Linked DNA regions of Sus scrofa: all the other regions are linked to region 1. Evidence: chromatin contacts called from public HiChIP or PLAC-seq data. All regions are on one chromosome and are shown on one strand. Each heading gives the region's core, a stretch centred on a gene start, on an enhancer-like site or on the middle of the called end of the contact. The rest is flanking DNA. Distances are from core to core; before and after follow the strand shown. Region 1 has its middle 170 kb from the start of NTMT1. Region 2 overlaps C1H9orf50. Region 3 has its middle 20 kb from the start of IER5L.

What was found. HiChIP or PLAC-seq counts read pairs in DNA pulled down with a chosen protein or histone mark.
Region 2: an H3K27ac HiChIP or PLAC-seq map of skeletal muscle shows a contact between it and region 1, with 2.7 times the contacts expected there. The contact joins two enhancer-like sites. A contact is called at or near these places in 4 of 47 Hi-C or Micro-C datasets (embryonic fibroblasts, epiblast stem cells and heart right ventricle) and 2 of 2 datasets of contacts at active chromatin or transcription factors (alveolar macrophages and skeletal muscle).
Region 3: a contact with region 1 is called in an H3K27ac HiChIP or PLAC-seq map of alveolar macrophages. The contact joins two enhancer-like sites. A contact is called at or near these places in 2 of 2 datasets of contacts at active chromatin or transcription factors (alveolar macrophages and skeletal muscle).

The regions. Positions count from the first base shown.
Region 1 is chr1:269,652,758-269,655,457 of Sscrofa11.1, forward strand. No RefSeq gene overlaps it. Among named protein-coding and RNA genes, the nearest start is that of NTMT1, 170 kb to the right of the region's middle. Within about 2 kb of position 1,369, at least 75 of the 83 cell types and tissues checked have an H3K27ac peak or open chromatin away from gene starts, as enhancers often do. A contact at or near this core is called in alveolar macrophages and skeletal muscle, where this site is marked.
Region 2 is chr1:269,806,362-269,809,073 of Sscrofa11.1, forward strand. It overlaps C1H9orf50, which reads right to left. Exons shown (of 13, transcript XM_021085475.1): 13 at 2,584-2,712. The coding sequence ends at 2,702. Among named protein-coding and RNA genes, the nearest start is that of NTMT1, 12 kb to the right of the region's middle. Within about 2 kb of position 1,435, at least 39 of the 83 cell types and tissues checked have an H3K27ac peak or open chromatin away from gene starts, as enhancers often do. A contact at or near this core is called in alveolar macrophages and skeletal muscle, where this site is marked.
Region 3 is chr1:269,474,488-269,477,187 of Sscrofa11.1, forward strand. No RefSeq gene overlaps it. Among named protein-coding and RNA genes, the nearest start is that of IER5L, 20 kb to the left of the region's middle. Within about 2 kb of position 1,309, at least 66 of the 83 cell types and tissues checked have an H3K27ac peak or open chromatin away from gene starts, as enhancers often do. A contact at or near this core is called in alveolar macrophages and skeletal muscle, where this site is marked.

The DNA.
Region 1 (2,700 bases), core at 119-2,618:
CCTCTGGCTTTTTCCTCTGCTTCTCTGTCCAGAGCACAACTGTTTGCATTTTGGCTAAAGATGGAGTTAAGTTAGGGACGGAACTGCAAACTTGAATTTGCAGGATGAGATTGGCATCCCAGCAGAGGCTCGAAGGTGGGGCGTCCTTCAGGTCCCTCTGATCCCCGCGGACACACCCGCTGCAAACCCTCCAGTTGAGGGCTCCGCTGGGATAAGCAGGCGTCCGACCAGCCAGGGTTTATACCTGCCGAGTTAATCTCCCCTCGCCGGGCCTCCAGCTGAGCCTCTCCCTCTTCCAAGGCCGCGAGTCCAACCACTGGCTCCGTTCCCTGGCCTCTACTGCTTTTGTCTCTGCAGATGTTTGAGCGGATGCAAACTGGCTGTGTGACCTTGGGGCAGGTGCTTACCCTCTCAGGGGTCAGGAGTCCAGGTGGGGAGGTTTGTCAGAAGCCAAGCCCCAACGCGGGTGCAGAAATTCGACCCTCCTCCTTTCACACCCAGGGCTCACGCGCCACCAGCCTGTCCTTGCTCGGTTCAGGCAAGGCTGAGAATTTTCTGGTCTTTATGTGGTTTAGTTTCTGGTGCTTCCAGCAGCAGCAGCGGGGCTGTTCCACCACAGTCCCCAGGAAATTGGTCCACGTAGGACGGAGCCTTCCCGAGAATGAAGTCATCTGTTCCTTTTTTTTGTTGCCTTTCTCCTTCAACACGAGTCACCGGGCCTCTGCGGTCTCTCCTCGCGCAAACACTCCCAGCGAGGGGGTCGGCCGGGCTCCCCGCGGGGGAACTGGGCGAGGAGCGAACCCAGCGGCCTGGAGGGCCTCGCCCCCCCACCCCCCGGGCTTGGCCCAGCCCTCGCCTCCCGCTCCCACCCGCGACTTCCCAGGACCGCCCAAAAGGTGAGCTCCCGGGAGGCCGCCCGCGCTCCGGCGAGGCCGGCTCGGCAAACAATAACAGTAAATAACGCTCCCTTGTCAACGTAATAAAAACGGAAACGGTTACAATGTTTTTTAATAAGCGTCCCCCATCAATCTCCCTCCCTCCCTCCCGGGCCGCGGGCACCGGCAGGGCGGGCCGGGAAGGAGGGGAAAGCGGGGGCACCGGGGCGCGCGGGAGGGGGCCCGGTGCCGGAGGAGGAGGACGCCGGGGGGGAGAGCGAGAGCACAGCAAGTGAGAGACGAGGGGGCGCGGGAGGCCGGGGTCACGCGCGCCAGCCGAGCCGGGAAGCGGCCGCGGTGAGTAACACCGTTGCCATGGCGACGTGGCCGCGAGGAACAGGAAGCGGCAGAAATAGCAGCCGCCGCGGCCCGCGCGCCCGGCCCCTCCCCCCGCGAGCCCGTTGCCACGGAGACCGGCCCGAGCGAGGCTGCGCGGGCGGCCGCGGCCTCCTGCGCCCCGGCCCGCGCATGCGCCCTGGGCCGGCCCGGCGCGGCGGACGCGGGGGCAATTCTTACAGCCCCGGCGCCGCCTGGACCCCAAAGTTGCCTGGCCACCCGCTTACGTGGAAAAAAAAAAAAAGTAAACGTGTTTGTTATTTGCCTTTGTAAAGCAGCCCCGCCTTTGTTCCTGGCGGCTTCTTCGGTTTCCTGGCGTCTAAGGCGTGGAGCGAGGGGGCAGGGATATATCTGCCCCGATCCCAAAGGTTTTCCGAGCGCCAGGCACTGGGTCGCGTCCGAGACGCCGAGGGAACGCGGGAGGCCGGCTCTGCTCTCCTGAAGGCCCGGCCTGGGACGGTCTAACCAGGCCCCGGGGCTGACCTTGGCCGCCCGAAGCCCATTCTGAGCTTGGCCTCCCCTTTGGGGTGGGAGGGGGGGCCTTCTTCCAGGTGATGCGCAGAGGTCCCCCCACCCCCTCTTGTGTTGTCTGGTCCCTTTCCCCTCGCATCACCTTCCCCAGATTCTGACCGGCAGACAGCACAGAGGGAGAAATGAAATCCTGCCAAACCCAGGGCTCCCTCTCCACTCCCTGTTCACCAGAAAACTATGAAACAATCCACTCCCCGCACCCTTCGGGCCCCCCACCCCGCCAAAAAAAGTTAAGGGAAAACCTAAATGTTTCATAAACAAAAGCCACTCCGCAACAACTTGTTTATGTGAAAGACTGGCCGCAGCCTTGCACGTCTGAGGCTGGGTGTGTGTGTGTGTGTGTGTGTGTGTGTGTGTTGGGGGAGGGAGGGGACGTGAGATGGTCTCTGAGACTGTTTGTGCAGGATATTTTTTCTCTCCAGATTTTGTTTGTTTTTAATAAGGGTCAGAGGTCTGGGCTTCTGTGGGGAAGGGTCACCTCGGATGGACAGGCCACGAGGTCCCAGGGGGACAGGTCAGAGGGCCTGCATACTGGGGCGGAAGCCAGGAGCCAAAGCCTCCCCATCTGGCTCGGCTCCTGGCAGGCAGGGGGGCTTCCGCGGGCGCCAGGCTCTCTGGGCTGCTCCCCAGCGTGTGGCCGCAGCGAGGGCCCAGGCCAAGGACTTGGACCTTTCTCCCTTGGCCGAGACAGCTCTCGTTGCCCCCAGCCGGTGCCTTGGCCACGTTGGCCGAGGGAGAAGGCAAGCGAAGCAGCCCAGGTCTCTGGGGTTTTCTATAATGGAAACGAGAAGCTTTTGTTTTTTGTATGGGGCGGACTTAGATTTTCAGCATCCAGGCTGACCAGATGGGGATATAGGGAGCATGCGCGCTTAGAAGGGGGACTGCTGCTTCAACTCTC
Region 2 (2,712 bases), core at 185-2,684, 150 kb after region 1:
TCCCCACCCCCAAAACTAGACCCTGCTCCCACCCTGGTTTGGCACAAGTCCACCCACAGCCCTGGGCAGGGGTGCGGGGTGCAATAGCAAGGGAGCTATTGCCCAGAGCGAGAAGGGCAGACAGGAACTGGCAGAGACCAGTGTGTGTGTGTGGGGGGGGTACACCTGCCTTTCCCCCCTCCCCGAGATTCAGGGGGATCTGAGGTTGGCACCAGCTCCAGCCACGGCTGCTTCCCCCACCTTCCAGCCAGGCTGCTCCCTGGAGCCCAGGAAGGACTGGCCACCTGCCAGCCCCGAGTGGAAATGTACCAGAGAAAAGGACCCTGCCAGGGACCCCGGGGAGGGTCCATCCCTTCCCTGCAGCACTCCTCTCACCCCCCCCTTCTTAGTCACCCCACGTTCAGGTGCAAGCTCTGCCTGCAGAGGAGCAGCAGGGGCGTGTTGGAAAGGTCTGCAGAGGGCGGGGGAGGGGGCTGCATATGTGGCCTCGAAGTTAGCAAGTGGACCTGGGAATGTGGGGGCTGGGGTCGCTAGGAGACCCTAACAGTGGGAGGGTGTGCGTGGGGGTCCTCCGTGAGTATATGATGTTTCTAAGTGCTGTGTGTGGGGGGGGTGGTACCCGGGGACATGTCTTTGTGGGGCGTGTGTCTGTGGAGCATCCTTACGCCGTGTGTTCATATATGTGTGTTGCGTGTTTCTCTGATGTCTGTGTCGTGTGTGTGTGTGTGTGTGTGTGTGTGTGTGTGTGTCGTGGGGGGGCGGGGGGTGCGCGCGCCCGCGCGGGGCGCGTCTCCGAGGCGCGGTCCGCGGCTGCCCCTTCGTGTCCCCGATTCTGTTGGGAGTGGTGGGAGGTGAGGCTCGAAGCTGCCGCTCAAGGTCCTCTTGACACAGAATCCATGTTTGTCGAGGAGGGAAAGAGGGAGCGTAGGGAAGAGAGGGGAGGAGAACCGGGAGCGGGAAGGAAGAAATGAAGCTGGGGGGGCGGTGGGGGGAGCGGGAGGGGAGGGGTCCCCGAGAAGCCGGGCTGCGGAACCCCATGTGGCCGCCAGCCGAGTGCCCAGCTCCACCCCTCCCGGCAGGTCCCATCTTAGGGACCCGAACTCGGCACCCCACGCACCCAACCCACCCCGCCGCCCCTGCGCGTCGCACGCGGGCCTCAATTTCCAGTGCCCGAGGCCGACGGCTCTGTTGCAAGTTGAGCAGTTTTTTGGTTTAACAAAAAGCGAGAAAGGGAATCTGGGGGTCGGGGGAGCCCCTCCCCCCCAACTCCCGAGGCCCGGCCTTGACCTCGGGCAGGTGGAAGGAGGCGGCGCGGCGCGGGACGGGAGACACCGGCGCAGCGCGAGGGGAAAAGTTTCCGACCCTTTAGCAAGAGGCTGAGAAGTTTCGGCCGCGCCGAGCGGCGTCAAAGCCAGGCCAACACTGCCCCCGCGTGGGCGCGGCGCGGCGCTGCAGCCGGTGGCCGGCTTGGGGTCCCCCGCGGCCCTGCAGGGGAAACTGAGGCTCAGAGAGGGCGAGGGGGGCGCTGTGCAAAGCCACGGGGAGGAGATGCAGTAGAATCAGGCCTCCTCTGGTACCCGCGGGCTCTCTAAGAAATAGAAATACTGGGCGGGAGCGGCGGGGAGCATCGCGGAAGTCAGGGGATTGAAATCCCACTCCAGTCTTTAGTGAAGGGGTGTGGTAGCACTGCCCCAGGGTTTGTAGATCTTTAGCCTTATGTTTTGGAGCCATGGAACCCCTTCAAAACAGGCCTCCTCCATCCACAACCTGTTCTGGCCCTAACATCCCCGGGGGCCCGTCCAGCCCAAATCCCACCCTTTCCTATTCAGGCCCTTGTCTGGATGTGGATTCCGTGGTTGTTTCCTCACTGCCCAGGAGGTGGCGATAAAGACCTCGATCCTGGGCTGGGCGAGGGGTTGGAGCCAAAGAGCTGCTGAGAAGGGGGGGGGGGTGGTGGCTCAAGCTTTGCCCAGCAGTTGGAATGCGGGTGCGTGGCAGGTTCAAACCCGGCAGACAGGCGAATGGGGGCAGCACTGCTGGGTCCGTGCAGCGGTCAGATAAACCCCAGGCAGTTCCTTGTCTTTGGTCACCTCCTGATAGGACTCTTAGACATTGCCCGCCTCACAGCACTCCCCCCATCCTCTGCCCCACCTAGAAGAGAAACATCTGGCACTTGCCTACCCAGATGCTTGCCCTCCAGACCAGATGGTGAGAACCTGGCCTGGGGAACGTGAGACAAATGTTTGTCCCTTGGGTCAAAATCTGGACGCCCTCACCCCACGGGGTAGTCAGCAAGCAGCCTTTGGTTCTAGTCAAAGATGGTGGCTGGGGTGGAGGAGTCAGCCCAGGTCGGTGCCTGCTTCAGGTTCGGGCTGATCCAGGGTGACAGAGGCTTGGTCCCAGGTATGAAGTGGGTGGCAGGGTCTCCCACCTCCCAGAAGAGGGGCTCACTGGAACAAGCCTGACCCTTGAAGACGCCTTGCCTCCACCCCTCAGCTTCATCTCAGCTGTGACTCTGCCCCTTCCCTCCCCCTGGGGTCCAGGACCCCTGAAGATCAGAAACCAAGCACCTGGACAGGCTTGTAGGGGGAGACCTGGCAGCAGGTCCCAGCCACCTGGGATGTGCGTTTATTTGTGGGTCAGGGAAGGCCTCTCCTCACCCCCGCCCATGGCCATGCCTGGGCTTTGGCACAGCGGCCATTCACCTCCGAG
Region 3 (2,700 bases), core at 59-2,558, 180 kb before region 1:
CAGCTTTGGTTTTTTTGCTAGAACTATCCTACGAGGGGAGTGTACGGTGCCCTTCTTTCATTGATGGGGAAACAGGCTCAGGCAGGCGAAGACCTTTGCTGAACAAGGGCTGGGCTCTGTCACATTGAGGGAGCACCCTGGGCGTGAGATGTTTTTGTCCCTGGAACTCTTGCTCACACCACTGTGTGCAAGGCTGGGTGAGAGCTGCGTGTGTGTGTGTGTGTGTGTGTGTGTGTGTGTGTCTGTTTGTCTGTCTGTTGGGGTTGGGGTGTCTAGAAGACACATAAGACCCAGGCCCTGTCCTTGGGGAGTTTAACATCTGAGGCTACATCCTTGTACCAGTGGCCTCTGACTTGCCATGTGCCTTCGGGCAAGTCCCTGAACCTCTCTGGGCAAATTTCTCCTTGGGAATAATGAAGGCATTTGCAGGAATGGTTCTAGATTTTCCCAGTCCACCCATCAAATTCACTCCTTGGATTTCAAAGATGCCAGTCCATTTGTTCACACTCTGTTTGCATCTGTCTTTAGCTCAGAAAATAGTCACTATCACCTTCCCCACCCCCTCTGCTGTTTTAGCCTCACGCTACACTCTTTTGTACCCAGTACAAATAATTATTTGTGCGATTAAACGTCCCCTGTCTCCGTGCTTGGCCAGCAAAGATGGGGACCACGTCTGTCTTCATCTCTGTCTTCCCAAGGGCTCAGGGCCTAGCACAAAATAGCTGCTCACGAAATAGAGCAACTGTTATGATGATGACGGTGGTGGTAGGGTCCATAACGATGAAGACGGCGACGAAAAACAGACGCCAGCAGAGACAGCTGCAGGAGTGAAGTGACCCCCAGGCAGCCCGCAAAGCCCTCAGCCCCTCCCTGCTCCTGGGCCGCGGAGGCTTCCTATAGAGACCGCCGAGACACCTCAGTTCCCAGGCCGCACACCGCGGGGGAGAACTACAGTCCCCAGAAGGCCGTGAGGGGCGGTGCCGCCGGCGCTCGCTCCTCCCGGGCCCGCCCCGGGGTCGGGCATCATGGGAGTTGTAGTTCAGCTCCGCGGCCCCGGGCGCGCCTCCGCTGGAGCATGCGTGCACGGAGCAGCCGGCGCCCTAGGGGTTAGCGGTTGGTGGGGGAGTGCATCCCCCATTCCCCCGCGGGGTGTGCAGCTGCGGAAGGCCCTTTGAATTAACCCTCACGCGCCGAGGACCCTGGATAGCTAGGTCGCGTTCTTCCAGGAGCCCTTTAAGGGGCGTGGCTGGGCGCCTGCCCTATCCCTGACTCACCCACTCTTTTCACAAACATCAGCCCCCAGCCGCATCCGATCCCGCGCTTTAAAACCCGTGATCTTATTGAAACATTTCCAGACTCCATTGCCCAAGCATTGTCAACGCTGTGTCTGGTCCTTTGGGGTCAGAGTGGGCATGAGGCGGGATCGCAGACATTCAGCCATCATTAAGACATGAGAGGACCCCATCTGAGTCGTGGGGAGGGTGCCCCAGGGGTACAGGCGGCGGTACAGTGGCCCCAGGTTCAGGCAAAGCTTCCAGAGGACGGTGATATTCAGGCTGGGCTGGGGTTGGCCAGATCAGGAGCAGGGAAAGGTGTTCCAGTTGGAGGCAACAGCATAAGGGAGGGCCCTGGGGCTAAGAGGCCAGGGTGAGAGGTGGTGAGTTGAGTGGGGACATCTGAAGAACCTGGAACCACGATGAGGCAGGTTCATTTGATCTCAGATGGATGTATGACTGTTTCTTAGGCAGAATGGCTGGCCTAAGTTTGACCGGGGGTCAGTGGCAGAGCCTGGACCCAATCCAGGGGCACTGGTTCCAGGTCCTGGCTTGTTCCGCGGCAGGGTTGCAGCAGGAGCTGGTCTGGTTCTGTCCTGGAGCTGTTCCAGGAGCCGGGCCCGAGATGGGGGATTGTGGCTTGGGGGTGGGGGAGGCTCAGCACCCGACTTACTGGGAAGGGAAACTGAGACTTTCAGCAAATCTTGCTGAATGAGCTTCTGTATGAGATCCAAGAAAAGCCTTCTCCTTCTCAGACTCTCCAACTGTTAGGAACCAGCCCTGGGAAATAGGGGAGGGTCATTTTCACACCCTCCCCCCATCCAGATGTGGCAGAAGCAGGGAGGATTCAGGCCAGATGTTGGGGGGTCCGCGGGCCCAGCGAGTTGCGTGGGGTGGGTGGGTGGGCACGGCTGTGTTTGGAGCTCTCCTGTTGAAAATGAGCCTTAACTGGGTTGCTGCTCCGGTTTTCTCTGCTCTGGCACTGTGGCCAAGAGACCCTAGGGACATGCTCTGGGGCTCTGGTCACATCTGAAGAGAGAGGCAGGAAGCCCGGGCCTCAGTTCTAATGGCACCTGGGTTTTACTTCCAGGATAACCTTGGTGTGTTGCTCTCAGCCTGCTTCCTGTCCTTGGAACCCAGGCTTCCTATTGGGCACCTCAGGCTCCCAGGCTGTAGAGGAGTGTTCTGGACACTTGAGAAAGCCTAGCAGGAAGGAGGCCTCTGTGACCTCATCAGGAACGTTGGGCATCGTCTCGGTATGGACACGTCCCCCAGATCAGAGGCCCGGCTGGCTGTGGTTTTTCTTTGATTAATAAAAAATGGGGAAGCAAATCAATTACCCTTCGCAAATGCAATTCAGACGGCAGGAAAAAAATCTCTCTTGAGGCTTGGGGGCCTCTTCTTGAAAAGATTGGAACACACAGAA